Linked DNA regions of Mus musculus: region 2 is linked to region 1. Evidence: chromatin contacts called from public promoter capture Hi-C data. All regions are on one chromosome and are shown on one strand. Each heading gives the region's core, a stretch centred on a gene start, on an enhancer-like site or on the middle of the called end of the contact. The rest is flanking DNA. Distances are from core to core; before and after follow the strand shown.

Region 1 (5,469 bases), core at 2,200-4,699:
ACTGAGAACTGAACCTAGGGCCTCCTGCTTGCTAGGCACTGAGCTACATACCCAGATTTTATTTTTAGTGTATATTTTATTTTCTGAAAGAACATTTTATACTTATTTATTTACTCTGTCTCTGTCTCTGTCTGTCTCTGTCTCTGTCTCTCTGTCTCTGTCTCTGTGTGTGTGTGTGTTATATGAATATGTGTGCAAAAGCCACAGCACATGTTTACAGGTCAGACGACAATTGGACAACTTGTGAAGTTAATTCCCTCCTTCTACCATTTGGGATCTGAGGACTGAATTTAAGTCACCAGGCTTGGAAGAGGCAAATGCTCTTACTCACTAGCCATCTTGCTATTCATTTTTTTAAAGATTTATTTATTTTTGTTTTACGTATATGCACATTTTGCTTGCATAGATGTATATGCACCAATTGCGTGCAGAATCCACAGATACCATTATAAGAGGGCATCAGCTTTCCTAGAACTGGGCTTAGGCATGGTTGTGAGCTTCCAAGTGTGTGCTGGAAACTGAACTCAGGTCTTTTTCAAGAGCAGGAAGTACTCTTAACCACTGAGCCATTACTCCAGCCTCTCCACCTTTTATTTTTGAGATAAGGTCTTACTGAGTCAGCCAGACTGGCTTTAAACTTGTTTTATTGCCTGGGGGAGACCTTGAATTTGAAGTCCTCCTACTTTAGCCTCTGGAATGATTGGGGTCTGGGCCTGTGCTGTCAGGCTCAGGTTGACTTAAGTTTTCAATTATATATGTGTGTATATATATAATATGTGTGTGTGTGTATTCCTATTTTCATCCAATACTAATCTTTAAATTTCCTCATTTGTTTTCTGCAAACCATGATAAGCTTAATAGGATGATAATACTTCCTTCTGGAAAGCCAAGGCAACAATTTTATAGGCCTATAGACCAGAATGTCAAGTCCATATCCCTTCCTTCCTTCCTTCCTTCCTTCCTTCCTTCCTCCCTCCCTCCCTCCCTCCCTCCCTCCCTCCCTCCCTCCCTCCCTCCCTTCCTTCCTTCCTTCCTTCCTTCCTTCCTTCCTTCCTTTCCTCCTTGTTGAGACAGTCTTAAATAGCCTAGAATCACTTCAAAGTTGCTATGTGGCTGAGGGTGATCTTGACTTTCTCATCCTTCTATCTCAATCTCCCAACTGCTGGGATTACAGGCATGTACCACCATACATAGTTTATATAGTGTGGGTGGTCAAACCTAGGACTCTGTGCCTTCTAGGTAAGTACTTTATCAACTGTACTACATTCCCCAATGTTTCCTTTGTACTCACGTTTTTCCATCTTTCTTTTTTTTAGTACCCTGGACAGCTCAGTCTCACTGAGGGCTCAGTCTCACTGAGGGCTAGAAGGTCCAGTCTCTCCCTTCTGTAGGCACAGCACATTTCCTTCAAAATATTGATTTGAGAATTTAATTAGATAATAGGTGGCAGATAGCTTGTGTGCAATGAAATCACTGCCCCCCAATACTTACTAATATAGATCGTTAATGCATAGCTGTTTTTCCTTGATATTTTATGACCAGAAAGCAAAAGCCAGGCATTTAGGTGTAGGAGCACAGCAAACATCTAGACCTTACCTTTCTTTTCACTGATGCTGGTTTGAAGGACTGGGTTTTTTTTTTGTTGTTGTTGCAGGAGTTAGTCTGGGTACTGTGAACCCTGATATGGGGGCAGCAAGGCTGAGGATGAAATTGGTAGAATCAGAGCCCCCCTAGCCCCCCAAAAAACAAAACAAAACAAACAAAACAAAAACAAAACTCAGTCTAGCTTCCTCTTTCCTTCCTAACTCAATGATCCTGCACATCATTCTCTTCTCTGTTCTTGGTTTTCCACCTGCAAAATAGGAAAAACAAAACTATCCATTTGGCTTTGTTTGAAGTCAAGAGCTAAATAATTATGCTTTGTTTATGGATGGTTCTCTCACCCCACCCCCTTTTTCATAGCCCAGCAAGGCTGCCTCTGGTTCCAAACACCAAGATGTTGCTTGAGAGCTCCTGGATTCCTGCCTTGATGACGCCCAGGAAATCAGCAGGAAGACGTCTTGACATTTATTTTAAAGAGATGATTTACCCTCTCTGACACCATGTGATGTGCCGCTCTGTATGGGGTCTTAACTTTATCATTTGAGTGCTTTAATATTCTACACAAGCAATAGTGCCCAGGGAGTGGCCACTGGAAGAATATTCTCTGTAGTTGTTGATTTTCTGAGTGTGTGTTGCACCCATTTGTATGTCTGTGAGTATGTATAAGTGTGTGCATATGTGTGTGAGTGTATGCATGTGTGTGCACATGTATATGTGCATGCATGTGTGCCTGTGAGTGTGTATAAGTGAGTATGTATTCCTGTCAGTGTGTGAATGTGTGCGCGTGAGTGTGTACCTGTGTGTGCACTCACGTGTGTGTGCACGCACACACATATGGGAGGGGGTTCCCTTTTTCAGTATTCCATAATTTTCCATTTTGGGCCCTCTGGGAATTACTATTAAGAAACATGATTATGGAATGCTGCCTATTTCCAGAAGGATGCTTTCATAAAACTCAGTCTACTCAGAGAACTCTTCATGGGTGGATTTGTATTCCTGAAGCACCAACTAAAATAAGAAATGTTAATTTCTCGCAGACTATTATCAGATGATTTTTAAATATCTGCCAAGCAGGAATGTCTGTTCCCATGTGAGGAATTTCCGTAATAAAATCCTGGCACCGGAGCACAAGGCAATAGTTTTATAGAAACAGAGAAAAACAGCACGCGTTTTCCCGGAGGACAGTTTTAGCTACAATTCACCAACGCTTGCTTCGTTATTTCTGTCTTATTTTATGCTTTTGTTTTGAAACATAATGCAGTTTTACCTGGATACACTCCCGGGCAATCAGGAAATAGCTCACTATGTTGGTTGGTACTGCCAAATACAAGACCTGCGGAAAATCAGAAGGCTTCCTTGCCTGGCTGCTTTCCTCACCCCAAAGGGTGGCAGGGCACAAAATGGGTTAAAGCTTATTGGAGAATAGAGGGGAGGGGAGGGAGCCCCGAGGAGGCCAGGAGCAGCGGGCAGCGGGCAGCGCCTCCAGGTCCAGCTTCCATCACCTGCAGCCGCTGCGGAGCTCAGAAAGCTGCTGGCTGCTGCTGTGCTTTTTGGAGGAGGAAGGATGCTGGGGCAAATTTCTAAGACCGGTGCGAGGAGTGGGCGTGGCCTCGGCAGCAGTGTGTAAGCTTGTTAGGACAGAAGCTGGTTGCTTTTCTGTGAGGAACCAGTACTGAGGGCAGGGGAGAAGGAGGGTGGGGAAGAAAGAGAGAGAGAAAGAGAGAGAGGAGAGGGAGAGAGAGAAGGAAGGAGGAGCAAGGGAGGAGGGAGGAGGGAGAGGAGGAGGAGAGAGCGCGCGCGTGAGAGGAGGGAGGGGGAGGAAAGAGATCCAGAGAGCTAGAGATACTGAAGACCCAGTCAGTGCTGGGTGAAGGACTGAGGAGAACCTGTCTCCAGCGCTCTGAGAGCCACTCGAGATATTTTGGGGAGCTCAAAAATTATGAATATGGGATCTGTCGCTGGAGCTGTTCTCAAGATGTTACTTCTGTTGTCTACTCAAAATTGGAACAGAGTGGAAGCTGGGAATTCATGTAAGTACACAGCAAATGATTTAAAACTTGCAGGGGGGCTCCGCGCAAAACTTTGATTCTGTTGTTTTCACGATTAATCTTTTCAACTGGAATCGCTGCGGGGCTAGGAAAAGCACTACAGGGAAATTGTGCAAATATGATCGGGTTCCTCTTGGTCTGGTCAAAATATGCAATATGTTATTTGGATTTTTTTTTTTTTACTAGCAGAATTTCACTCTCTTTGAATATTCATTGAGAAGACTCAACTTCTAGTAAAACATTAAATTAGCATCTTAATCGGGGGACCAGCCCGGGAACGTCTTCCATTGCGCCTGTCTTGAGGTCATTAAATTTCATTGGGATTATTTGTCTACCAGGAAAACAACCCGCAGACTTGATATTCTGCTGCATTAGCTGAGATTTCTGAAGTTTGCGATTTAGCAGTGGCTGGCTGCATCTCTGAAATGGTGCAGGCTAATAGCTGAGACATACTGCAGACTTCGCGGGCAGGGGCAGGCAGAACTGGTGGAGGCACAGCTCAGCACTGGAGAGCTGTGTCCTCAGGCAGAAGAGCACTCCTGGATGGGTACCCATCCCTACATCTCCCTTAAAGGGAAATGTGCAGGTGACTTCCCCCTCCCCCACCACCCGCTTAAGTAGTGTTCTCTAGTGGTTGAATTTTCAACTTCATGTATTTGTGATTGATTGTCTTAGTGCTGAGTTCATTGATTCGAGGAACATTTGTTATGGTCTCGTTGCTTAATTTAAATATCATCCAAAATACCCTGGCCCAACTCTTTCGTCAGCTTGCCATTGGAAATAGGAAAAGTTTTAAAAGTTTATATTTGGTTTAGATTCTTTAGATAGAAGAATTTCCTCTTTTTATGTATGATAAAAACAGCCAAGCAAACACACAACTTTCTATTTCTTTCTCTGCTTTACAAGAAAGGGTTATAAGTCCTGCTCAGGAATGGATGGGACCTGCCTTACTGACAGCTTTAGGTTTGAGAGACAAGACATTGGTAACTCTCTTTGCCATAGACCCTCTTTTGCCTTAACTGTAGAGTCCTCACGAGGGAAAGGCACAGGGAACTCACTGCCACGAGCTCGTGTCCACCCACTGATGATTTTTCAGGAGCTCATTTAATGTCAGAATTTACCTGCCACTCTGCAAAGGCAAAGGAGAGAACTTCACTCCTAGGCTGGACTGTGCTTCCCATTCAATTTCAAATCGAATGTGTGGGAATCCCATTAAATCAGTAAAATATGTATAGTTTCACCTAGCCAAAATCTTAGAGGGTCCTGTGGGTGATGGCCTTGACAAGCGCTGTAGCAAATAAACAAACAAGGATGATACACAGCAGACCTGAACCCACCTACCCGCTCAGTTGAAGTTCTGTGGCAAAGGTGTAATTCCTTCTGCAGCTGCAGGGGTTCATCAGAGAGGGAGCACTAGAGGTCACTGTTGCGATGCGAAGCACACAAGCTCTTCCCTTGAGTTGGGCAGAGCTTCATGCTGGCCTAACCCAGTTTGTCTTCCCTATGCCTTGCCTGCACATCTTTTTGCAGTTTATTAATATGAATAATTGGGCTGTGAGCTGCGGATGTTTGTTTGCTCGCTTGCAATGTGGTACAGAGTGTCACCGGAAGATCCATATTAAAAGGCTTCCCTTCCTCGTTCATCTCAGCCAGGGAAAAAGTGAGCAGCTGAGATTTGAGGAGAAGCCAGTGCTCATGTCTGCTTAGCTCTGCCTGGGCCTCCCACGGGTGCCGTTTCAACCTTGGATCTGTATCCATCGGGGTTCGATTTCTCTATGAAGTCATTGGATAAATGTGGAGAGCCTAGAACTGAAGTGAA
Region 2 (5,469 bases), core at 1,210-3,709, 1.8 Mb after region 1:
ATGTATCCTTATTACAAGTTGGAACATTTTCTGTGTATATGCCCAGGAGAGGAATTGCTGGATCTTATGGTAGTAATAATGTCCAATTTTCTGAGGAACTGCCTGACTAATTTCCAGAGTGGTTGTACCAGCTTGCAATTCCACCAACAATGGAGAAGTGTCCCTCTTTCTCCACATCCTTGCCAGCATCTGCTGTCACCTGAATTTTTGATCTTAGCCATTCTGACTGGTGTGAGGTGGAATCTCAGGGTTGTTTTGATTTGCATTTCCCTGTTGATTTAGGATGTTGAACATTTTTTTCAGGTGCTTCTTAGTATTCGGTATTCCTCAGTTGAGAATTCCTTGCTTAGCTCTGTACCCCATTTTTTAATAGAGTTAATTGGTTTTCTGGAGTCCATCTTCTTGAGTTCTTTATATATATTGGATATCAGTCCCCTATCTGATTTAGGATTGGTAAAGATCCTTTCCCAATCTGTTGGTGGCCTTTTTGTCTTATTGACAGTGTCTTTTGCCTTACAGAAGCTTTGCGATTTTATGAGGTCCATTTGTCAATTCTCAATCTTACAGCACAAGCCATTGCTGTTCTATTCAGGAATTTTGATATCTCCCTGTCTTAATCTTCTGGGATTAATTCATAGCCACTATGCCTCAAGATCTCCATGCTAAGATCCAGGTCAGAAACTTGTATCTCCCAGCCTCCAGGTTAGGCTCACTGGTGAGGCTTCCAATTCTGGATTGTAGTTCATTCCAGATGTAGATGGTAGACAACCAGGAATAGCCACTACAGACGCCAAAGCAGACGTCCTGGGGGAATTCATTCAGCTTCCCACCTGATCCATGGATAGAGCCCCTCTTCAATTAACCTCCCCCATCCTGTATACTCTGGCACCCCAGAGATGTCCCCCACCCCCAAAGACCATGTGCAGTTAGGGCAGGATTACATGCAGATGCTGAGAAGGGCATCTGGAATCTCAGGTGGTGGCCCAAAGCCCCCCCTTCTCTGAGGGAATGATGGTCTCTTGCAAGCAGGCACAAGCAATTCAATGAAGGCAGCGCCTGCTTTGCTCAGAGGCCAGTATTCTACAATAGGGGTGGGGGTGAAGACCTGACCTCTACAAAATAGAGGTGGTGAAAGAAAATGGCAAGGCTGGATAAGAATGGAGTATGACAAAATCGATGTAGAAAATATCAGAATAAAAGCAGTTCTTTGTGTGTGAAAGATAGTCAAAAACTGAAAATACATCTTATAAAGAAGTGATTTTTAAAAAAAAAAATATTAAAGCCAGGTGTCTTAGTCAGAGTTCTGCCACTGTGGAGAGAAACCATGACCACGGCAACTCTTATGAAGGAAAGCACTTAAATGGGGCCTGCTTACAGTTTCAGAGGTGTAGTCCATTGTGGTCATAGGAGGTAGCGTGGTGACATATAAGCAGCCGTGGTGCTAGAGAAGACCCTCAGAGTTCTACAGCCAGATCCACAGGCAGTAGGAAGAAAAAGATGCTGGGCCTAACTTGGGTCCTTGAGCCCTCAGAACCTACCTCCATTGACACACTTCCTCCAACATCTCCTAATCCTTTCAAATGGTGGCATGCCCTGGTGACCAGGTTTTAAAATCCACAAGTCGGGGGGGGGGGGCATTCCTATTCAAACCACCACACCAGGCACTCAATAATGCAAGTACAATGTCAGTTTGAGCAACACAGAACCCTGTTACACAGACACATCTCGCACACACACACACAAGAGCACTTTCCCCCAAGAACCTTTGTCTCTATACTTTCTGAAAACATAGACCATATATATATATGTATATATATATGTATATATATATGTATATATATATATATGTATATATATGTGTATATATATGTATATATATACATATATATGTGTGTGTATGTATGTGTGTGTATATATACATATATATGTATGTATATATACATATACATATACATATACATATACATATACATATACATATACGCCCTCAGAGGCAGCCGCTGGAGCCGGAGCTGGAGCTAGTTGTTAGCTACTGGATGCTGGAGTGAGGAACCAAATTCAGATGCTTTGCAAATTCAGCAAGCACTCTTCATTGCTAAGCAATCTCTCTAGGCCCCACAAACAGCTGTTAACACTGCTTAGAGTAGCTAAGGCTCGCTTCTTATTAATCTGGAGGAATTGCTGCCTGACTTCCTAACAATTCCTACCAAACTCTTGGCTGTGCGAAATTTCCCAAACCTGTTCTCTTCCTCGTGGCTCTAGAGGGCCACCAGCTCTATTATCCACCAGCCACGCTTTTACACGAAGTCTGCTCTGACCACCTATGAATCCCAGTTTAGGACCAGTGTTCAATCTGACAAGGCTCTGCCAACACATCGCCCAGTTGCTGGAAGACAGTGTCTCCTTCGACTGTACCCTTGGATTCCCTATATATTAAGGTTTGTTTGGTCTTGATACCATGGCAACATAGAACCCAGGCTAATAGATATTCCTCGGTGGTTAAAAGAAAAAATAACTGATAGGCAAGCAGAAAAGATGCAAAGGAAACCTTTTCTTTTCTTTTCTTTTCTTTTTTTTTTTTTAAGGGTTGGAACTTTCCCGTTTCCCCTTCATGTCCCTGCCAATGGTCAGGGATAATTAAAAATTAGACCTTGGAGTCACACAGATGCTGACAAGGGCAACATAAGGCTGATGAGACCATCTGTTTCCAGCACTAATGGAAACAAATGGCAATAAACCAAATTACTCAGATTTCATCTCTCCCTGACAGGCTCTTCCAAAACACAGATCACTGTGCAGAATCCTTTCCACCACTTGGGGGAATTGTCTGACTACCCAAAATGATCCTAAAGACAGGGTCTAGTTGTACACCTCAGATCTTGTCAGCTCCTCCCCTCAAGCATCCCTCACTTCCTGTCCTCACTGGACTCCGAATTTCTTCACCTGTCAACATTGCCCTCAGGAAAGTCTTCCTGATTCCCTCACCGCACCTCACTACTCCTCACAGAGCCGCCCCTGCATGCTTCAACGGTGCCCCCCACCCCCTCCAGGAAGCAAGGCGCCACCCCCACTCCCATTTCCCTGACTGAGCCACCTACTCCTCTTCAGAACTCAGGTCTGACCGTACACAGCTTCTCTTCCGGAAACGCCTCTCCACTCCTGAAACCCCAGCGCGGAACGCCACTTTTCTCCAAATTGAGTCATTTCCTCCCCTGGGCTCCCACGCCTCTTCACTCATTCTGAGAACGTAGCTCTTCCCACACTCTCTGGGAATTGACTGTCTCGTTGGCCCCCTCCCTCCTCTCCCAGCCTGTAGGCTTTTCCAGGGTATGCTGCTGTTGCAAGCATTCATCTGTGCTTGCTGCCTGGCAGAGAGCTGGTTGAAGTTTATACCTTGGCCAAGGTGGACTGGTTGACGGAAAAGGCACATCTTTCTCTGGGGAGATGGGAATAACACATCTCTAAGCCTTGGCTGTGTAAGGAGCCCAAATCCTTTATAACATCATCATCACAATCTGACAGCGTGGATAAGAACTTGGGTACTCAAGTCCTTGTTATAGTCGTTGCTTGGGAAGAATGACCGAAGCTCACATTTTATAAACCTTTTGGAATGTTTAAATCACATTCAAAAGCATCAGTAATGGAATATTGATACCCTTGTTCCCACAGTGATGAACACTTATGCCTCCTTCCTTTACAGTCCCTAGTAGTTAAGATAAGTCTCAGGTATTGATATTAATCTGTATGCATATATTTATTATTATTATTATTATTATTATTAATTATCACGTGTGTGTAAAAGAGAAAAAGTGAGAGAAAGAGGGAAGAAAGGAGAGGAGAGGGAGGGAAGGAGAGAAAGGAAGAGAAAGAGAATGGTGTGTGTGTGCGCGCGCGCACATGCACTACATACGTAAAGGTCAGAAGACAACTCCTCCCACCATGAGACAAATTTGGGGAACTGAATTTGGGTTTCCAGGCCTATGCAACAAGCACTTTTACCCACTGAGCCATCTCGCTGGACCCCAAATGTACCTATTTTATCAGTGTTTTAGGCTGAACTCACAGCTCTTCTCTCTGCCACATCAACAACCATAGGCGGATTCACCTCCCTGGTTCCCATTCTCTATGTATGCAAAGTAAGGGCAGTTCTGCTCCTTCATTCACCCGGCTCTACTGTGCAGCAAATGCACTGCTTTGTGGCCAACACCTGACTCTTATAGAATGCTCCTTTAGCTCTAGGTGTAGCTGATGTGTAGTTCCACATCACTGGCTTCTGAATTCTCAGCAAATCCCAAACACTGGACACCCAAAACCATATCACCAAATCTGTCAGCAGAACCGGGGACAAGCTGAGACTGGAAAAACAGTGACCTCGAGGATTAAGCTGAAGAAGGCTCCCATAGAGAGAGGAACAGACCTTAAGTGAAACAGAGCCATCTGACCAATTGGTTGCAGCAGGGGGTGTCCCTATGATAGGGCACCCTATGCTGGGACACCCCGGCAAGGACTTGGCACAGGAGGCTGACTCTGCCCTGTAGAAGACATGAAGCAGGCTCTCTGTTATGTAGGGGTTGCCCTGACATCTTCCAAGAAAGACTCTAGGCTGTCCGCCCTCAAGCTTTCTCTAGACCCTGTTCCTTAATGTAGATTTAAAAAGAAAAAAGTAGAAGAATTTAAATGAAGGAAATGAAAATTAGCTATAATCTGGTAAGTTTTCCGGTGGGTATCATTTTTAAAGGTATATCTATATCTTTTGCATATGTCATAATTTACTTATCTATAGTCATAGCCAAATGTAACTATTCTGGTTTGGTTGCCTTTTTAAATTTTTACTTGGCAGAACACTGTTTTGTGTTTCTTTACATTTTTTAAACTTATTTTAATGTATGTGTATATAATACACATATGTGCACTTGCACAACACACATGCGTGTATGTGCATACCGCTTTGCAAATGGAGGTCATAGGTCAACTCGCAAAAGTCAGTTCTCTCCTTCTTCGTGTGGGTTCCAGGAACTGAACTCAGCACTGAACTTGGCAGCAAGTGCCTTTGCCTGCTGAGCCATCTTCCCAGCTCTGTTTTATGTATTTTAATGCAAGGATGTGTGTTCCTGTGAGCCTTTGCCTCACACTAGCTTCTATTTCCTCCCAAAGAATGAGTCAGGCCCACCTGCTTCGTTCCCATCATACACCTCTGCTTCTATATTTCAACTCATATCATTGTAAGGCAGGTCTCATCATAATTATTGGGGTTATGGGTTATCCTACTAGCCCTAATTCATGATACCCATCCTTCAGTCCCCTCCACACGCCCATCATCATTCAGATTGACCCTTCCAAACACAGGCAGGTGAGGCTCCAAAGGATCTTCTGAGGGACCACACAGAGATGGTGAGTGAGTTTAATTAACAGTACAATATCCTGAAGGGCTCTTTCTGTACTGAGTGGAAATCTAGTTACTTGATGCTT

Evidence for each region. Promoter capture Hi-C pulls out the DNA fragments that hold promoters and counts their contacts.
Region 2: a promoter capture Hi-C map of hippocampal neurons shows a contact between it and region 1, with 11 times the contacts expected there. The contact joins the promoter of 4933408N05Rik here to the promoter of Cntnap4 in region 1. A contact is called at or near these places in 3 of 39 promoter capture datasets (the C10 cell line, hippocampal neurons and pre-B cells).

The regions. Positions count from the first base shown.
Region 1 is chr8:112,566,594-112,572,062 of GRCm38.p6, forward strand. Cntnap4 (contactin associated protein-like 4) reads left to right here and starts at 3,450. Exons shown (of 24, transcript NM_130457.2): 1 at 3,450-3,632. The coding sequence starts at 3,542. Gm26994 (predicted gene, 26994) reads right to left here and starts at 2,982. Exons shown (of 6, transcript NR_132433.1): 1 at 2,870-2,982; 2 at 1,597-1,698; 3 at 1,292-1,405.
Region 2 is chr8:114,349,019-114,354,487 of GRCm38.p6, forward strand. It overlaps 4933408N05Rik (RIKEN cDNA 4933408N05 gene), which reads right to left and starts at 2,460. Exons shown (of 3, transcript NR_045831.2): 1 at 1,376-2,460. The region is part of intron 7 of Vat1l (vesicle amine transport protein 1 like); the gene reads left to right.